Regions from separate parts of the Gossypium hirsutum genome. Here region 1 is linked to region 2. A link is a contact called in public Hi-C data. All regions are on one chromosome and are shown on one strand. Each heading gives the region's core, a stretch centred on a gene start, on an enhancer-like site or on the middle of the called end of the contact. The rest is flanking DNA. Distances are from core to core; before and after follow the strand shown. Region 1 holds the start of LOC107901804 (VQ motif-containing protein 4). Region 2 has its middle 13 kb from the start of LOC107901813.

The links. A called contact is a pair of places that touch in the nucleus more often than the background predicts.
Region 1: a contact with region 2 is called in a Hi-C map of leaf, with 2.3 times the contacts expected there. The contact joins the promoter of LOC107901804 here to the enhancer-like site in region 2. A contact is called at or near these places in 2 of 34 Hi-C or Micro-C datasets (both in leaf).

The regions. Positions count from the first base shown.
Region 1 is chrD06:45,791,453-45,794,303 of Gossypium_hirsutum_v2.1, reverse strand. It overlaps LOC107901804 (VQ motif-containing protein 4), which reads right to left and starts at 1,271. Exons shown (of 1, transcript XM_016827961.2): 1 at 94-1,271. The coding sequence starts at 984. The coding sequence ends at 247.
Region 2 is chrD06:45,468,164-45,471,313 of Gossypium_hirsutum_v2.1, reverse strand. No RefSeq gene overlaps it. Among protein-coding and RNA genes, the nearest start is that of LOC107901813, 13 kb to the right of the region's middle. Within about 2 kb of position 1,378, at least 9 of the 9 cell types and tissues checked have an H3K27ac peak or open chromatin away from gene starts, as enhancers often do. A contact at or near this core is called in leaf, where this site is marked.

The sequences.
Region 1 (2,851 bases), core at 22-2,521, 320 kb before region 2:
ATTTAAATTCCTCATTTGACTAAGATAAATCAATTGTTTTTAACTAAAATCAATTGTTTAAAATTTCCCAGCATCCAAGCATCGCAGAAGAAGTAAAAAAGCAAAGATTTCCTCTTGAAGTATCCAAGATTACAAATCATTTCTCGGCCCTTTTTTTAACATTCCTCATCTTCAGTGCCCAACAATATATAAAAAAAATCTTACAACAACATCAAAAGAAGCAAAAATAAAAATGATTTGTTTTTCTTAGTTTGAAGAAGTAGAAGAACCTGAAACTCTAGGTGAAGTAACTGGAAAAAGAGGGAGAAGCCTAGGCTCAGTATCTCGTGGCGTAGAGGCCGGCGATGGATGCAAATAAAAACCCTTTTCTTTAATTGCTTTCTCTTCAGCTTCCTTGTCTAAGTTGGTGATATTATTAATACAATCGGCGTGGTTTCCAGGTCCAGATCGATCAAAGGGGTCGGATATCAAGGGAGTAACCGGGCTAAGAGTCAAAGACGGGAAGTCAAGAATGCTAGGGGAGAGTATTTCGGGTTTTCGGGGCGAAAATCCTGAATTGCTAGAGTTGAAAACCGGGTTCAAGGGGTTGATCTTGAGGTTCTTGAGAGAGCTCCGTCGCTCGTAAAGTCTAAACCCAGAGTTTTGCTTGTTTTTGGGGATGGACTTGATCGGCGGGATGTGGGTTTTGAGGTTGGGATCGGAGTGAGGGGAGGAAGTTGAGTTAATGGAAGAAGCAAGCTTGGCGGTCTCGGAAGATCCGGTGAGCATCTGGACGACTTGCTTGAAAGACGAAGTGTCGGCTTGGACGAAAGTTGTCGGGTAAGGATTGGCGGATTCGGATCTGGTGATGAGTTTGGGTTGCTGAGGCGGCGGAGTCGGGGGTGTTGGGGCGGTGGTGTTGCTGCTGATGCTGCTGTCGGGACTGTGGGTTTTGGGAGAAGGAAGGAAATTGGGGTTTGGGCTCAGCCATGTAGAGGTTTCCATTTAGGGCTACCTTTTCTTTTGTGTTGATTTTCTGGCTTCTGTTTGGATGCTTGGGAAAAGGCGGAAAAAGGTTAGACAGTGATAGAGGTTTTGGTTTGGTAAGAAATGTTTTGGTGGATTGCGAGCTTTTGGGGTTCGGCTGTCGTTTTTGTTTTGTCTAAACCGTGTATTTATTTAATTATCAAGGTAGTATTTGGAAAGTAATCTGCATATAGATGTAAATATTTGAATAATATGATTGGGTAATTATTGGAATTTGTGGGTTTTATTGAATTGTAATTTATATTATAAGCATGAGCATGGATTGAATGTTTATAGTCAAAGGTTTATAATATTATAAATCCTAAAAAATGTATCTTAAAAATAATCTATAAATCTATAACAAAAATATATTATTTAAATTTTAAAAATTTAAAATTATGATAAAAATTTTATTATAAAAAATCATTTATATGTTATAAAAGTGTTATAATATATTTATTCATTTTTTATTATAACATTTGTAAAAAGATAACTTTCTAAAATCATGGGAAAAATATTTACTTATAAAAAATGTTACAAAAGTTATCAGACACTTCATAAAAGAATTTTTTATAGGGGTTATATATTATAAATTTTATATTATTTTGACTTACTTTACATATTATAAGAAAATGTTATAATTTAGCATAATTCTATTTTCAAATTAAGTTTATATAAGATTTTATTATTAAGGCTAAAGACTATTTGCATTGTAAACTTAAATATTTTATGATAAATGTTACAAATACAAAAAGTTTTCTTATATCATATTGCAGGGTATGATATCATTTCAGAAAATGGAGCATAAAAAAAAAAGATGGATCGTACTAACATGTTGCATAGTTTATAGCGTCACTCATAGGTGGATTTATAATGATCCATACTTCAAATAATATATAGAATAAAGAGATTTTGATCATCTTAATTATACAAATTCAAAATCAGATGATGATAAAGTCGATCAATGACCAACATTTGATGAAAAGGAGCATATGTTAAATATTAAAATGAGAATAACCTAACAAATATGGAACACTAGAACAATTATATAAAATTATATATAATGTTTATTTTTCTTGTTATTTTTATTAAAAATCGTATTCTAAATTACTTTTTTGGACTAACATAATACACATGATGATTTAATTTGAACTTTTGTTACTTTTTTAGAAATTCTTTTTATCATGCCAATATTTTTTATCGTAATTATTATATTTTAAAAAATATAAGTTATATAATTGTGTAATTATAATTTATACTGTTAAATGTGACATAGAGAATTACAATGCAATTGCACTATATCAACCAAACAGATCTAAAGAATTACAATAAAATAAGTTAAAATTTACTATTAGAAGAGTATTACAATTTGTACCATTTAAAGTATGGATGATCTCAAATTCACTTATAACTGAAGCTATGAAGTATGCAACATGTTAGTACGATCCAATCTTTTATTTTGTATGCTCCATTTTCTTCAATGATATCATACCTCACAATATGTTGTAAGAAAACTTTTTGCATTTGTATCATTAACATCTACCATATAATATTTGGGTTTACAATACAAATGGTTTGTAGCCTTAATCATAAAAACTGAAATGATCCATACACACCTAAAGAATTACAATTTATACTTCATAGCTTTATTCATATTATTATTGTAGCGACCTAAAATTTTTTGCACGGGCGATAGTCGAAGTGATTATTGAAAATTTGAAAATGGAGTTTTGATTTTATTTAAAAAAGGAGTCGTCACCGATCTTTTTTGTAGGTGTGATCGGACACCTAATAAAATTCTCTTTTTAGAAGAAAAATTTATTTTAAAACTTTTCTAAAAAAAAGG
Region 2 (3,150 bases), core at 129-2,628:
TGTGTATAAATACATCAGATTGGTGTTCATTCAGATCAAGCAATAATAATTTCACATTTTTTCATAAGTATTCTTTCATGGTATCAGTCGCTAATTAGTTACCTGGGCTGCTTTCGTTGTTTTTGATGAATCCTGTTTCTCCAGCTGTGTCTACCAATCAGGTCACTTCGCCGACCCCTGCTCCTCAGCCCTCCTCTTCTCCTGCCCTTGATGAAAGTCAGTTCTGTCGAGTGGTTCAATCATTTCCCAAACATGACACTATTAAACTTACCGACAAAACATTCGTTCAGTGGCAACACCAGCTAACGCTTATTATCGAAGCCTATGGGCTTACCGATTATATACACGAGACGATCTCTGCCCCATCTAAGTTTGTTCACGATGCTGAAGGGAAGTCGATTCCTAATTCTACTTTTCTTTTGTTTCAACAGCAAGAAAAATTGCTTACTTCTTGGCTCTTATCCACGATCAATGGAGAGTTTTTGTCCTCTTTTACAGGAACTGCTACAGCTCATAATGTCTGGAGTAAAGCATGCAGTCTTTTCGGTGCAACGTCCAGTGCCAAGATTTCTCAAACACGAGCTTCATTCGGTCAAGAAAGGTTATCAGTTTGTAAAAGAATACCTGGGTCAAATCAAGAAAATTTGTGACTTACTTGATGCGTCTAGTTATCCTGTCTCGGCTGAAGAACATACAAACATCGTTCTTATGGGTATTTCGCAGGATTTTGACTCCGTCGTCACTGTAGCATCTTTTTCACTGGAACCCCTGGCATTAGATCAGCTTATCGAAATTTTGCTCGAATGTGAAATGTGGCAACAATGATTTGTGACGGAGGTTCTTCCCCAAGCCAATCTGGTCCAGCAGTCTTCCTCATCTGGTTCTGCGTTAAGGGTTTCTGTTAGTACACCGTCTAGCTCAAGTGTCATCAATTCATTTGCTCTTAGAAATCATGGGTCGTTTCGTGGTCGTGGCCGACCTTAATTTCAGATTTACGGATGGATCAGGCATCTGGCTCAGCGATGCTACTATCACTTTGATCGATCTGTTGGTGGTCCCCCTGTCTCTACATTCGGTACTTCATCGTTGGGTTTTGGCTCTCCTTCGACATTTTCCCTTACATCATCGGTATTTTCTTCTCAGCCTCGGTATTTGGGGAGAGGATCGGTGGTTGTCCCTAATTTTTTCTCCCCATCAAAATATCCATCTAATTTTGGGTCCTTTTTCACTGACCCGAATGTTCCTCCTAGGTCATCAAGTGGGCCGTGTATTTGTGGGCTGTCAACTCCTGGTCATACTACTCATAGGCCTGTCAGTATAGGCTCAAGTGTTCCTGCCGCTCACCTGCGTCTTGGTCCTCCAAAGCTTCATTAGTTAGGCCTGCTGCTGGATTAGAAGACCAAGGTGCATCTGGTTCAGACATATAGCCCAGAAACTATGATGAGCCTTATATTCCTGTCCCGGTCAATTCCGTTGCACCCACCATGTGGTATCCTGATTTGGGCACCACTAACCACTTCTGTTAAGAGACGGCCTCGTTATATAATTCCACCAGTCATTCAAGTAGTATTTCTCTCCGTATGGGTGATGGTACAAGTGCTAAAATTGAAAGTTTGGGTCATTGTTAAATTGCCACTACTCTAAAAATTCTCCATTTAAATAATTTTTTACATGTGCCTAAAATTCAGAAAAACTTGTTATTTGTCTCGCAATTTGCACAAAAAAATAATGTTTATTTCAAATTTCATTCGCTTCACTGTCTTGTTAAGGATTAAAGACTCAGGAAATATTATTGCGGGGGCACACACATGAAGGGCTATATCGATTCTCTCCGGGTCAAAATCAGTCTGTTCTGAATGTGAAGTCAATTGTTCTCACTACTGAACTATGGCATAGAAGACTTGGCCATCCTTCATCCACGGTTGTTAACTCTGTTTTGAAAGCTTCTAATATTTCTGTTCCAAGTAATAAAATTTCCCGCATATGTACAGCTTGTCAGCAAGGAAAATCTCACAAATTTCCTTTTTCACCTTCTAGTAATGCTTATACTTGTCCATTTGAACTTGTTGTTTTGGACTTATGGGGTTCAGCTGCTATCAATTGTGGAAATGATTGGTACTACGTTACTTTTATTGATGTTTTTAGTCGGTTCACTTGGATATTTCTTATTCAACGTAAATCACAAGCTCTTGATTGTTTCATTCAGTTTTGGATGATGGTTAAGACACAGCTTGGCCGAGAGATCAAACAGTTTCAAAGTGATTGAGGAGGGAAGTTCCGTTTATTCACGTCCTTCTTATCTCAACATGGCCTCATACACTGTGTCACTTGTCCTTATACATCCGAACATAATGGAATTGTCGAAAGGAAACATCGCCACATTATTAGTTGGCCTCATGTTGCTTGCACAAGCGCATCTACCACTGAAATATTGGGGTTTTGCTTTTACGTGTGCAGTTCATTTAATCAATAGATTACCCACTCCTGTTTTGCACCATCAGTCCCCGTACTCAATTCTGTATGGCACCTTCCCGACATACAACCATCTTCAGGTATTTAGATGCAGTTGCTACCCATATCTCCGGCCATACAATCATCACAAACTTGAATTTCATTCTGAACCTTGTACGTTCTTAGGCTACAGTTCACAGCACAAAGGCTACCAGTGCCTTGCCTCTAATGGCCGAATATTTGTGTCCCGACATCTGGTGTTTGATGAGAGTAGGTTTCTTTTTCCTGAGAAGAACCTGCCCATTTCTCCAACAACAAGTCATATCACTACTTATTTTCCTCTTGTTCAACCAAGGTGCTCCAAGTCCTCAAATGTTGCTCCTTCCCACAGTCCACGACCCTCATCTCCTTCTCTGTCGGCCCGTACTCTTGAATCTCCCCTTATAACTCATGACAATGACCACCAGAGTTTAGATGATGTCACCTCCTCTCCCACACTAGTATTCTCTGCTACGCTGGTTGATCATTCGCCTCTAGTGGAAAATACACAACCTATGGTTACTAGATCGAAGGCTGGTATTTTTAAACCAAAAGTACTCGTAGCTGAGTTGTGTGAACAAGAATCTCGTACTATAGATGATGCTTTTGCTTCTACAGAATAGAAAAAGGTCGCTCAAGATGAGTATGATGCTCTCATTC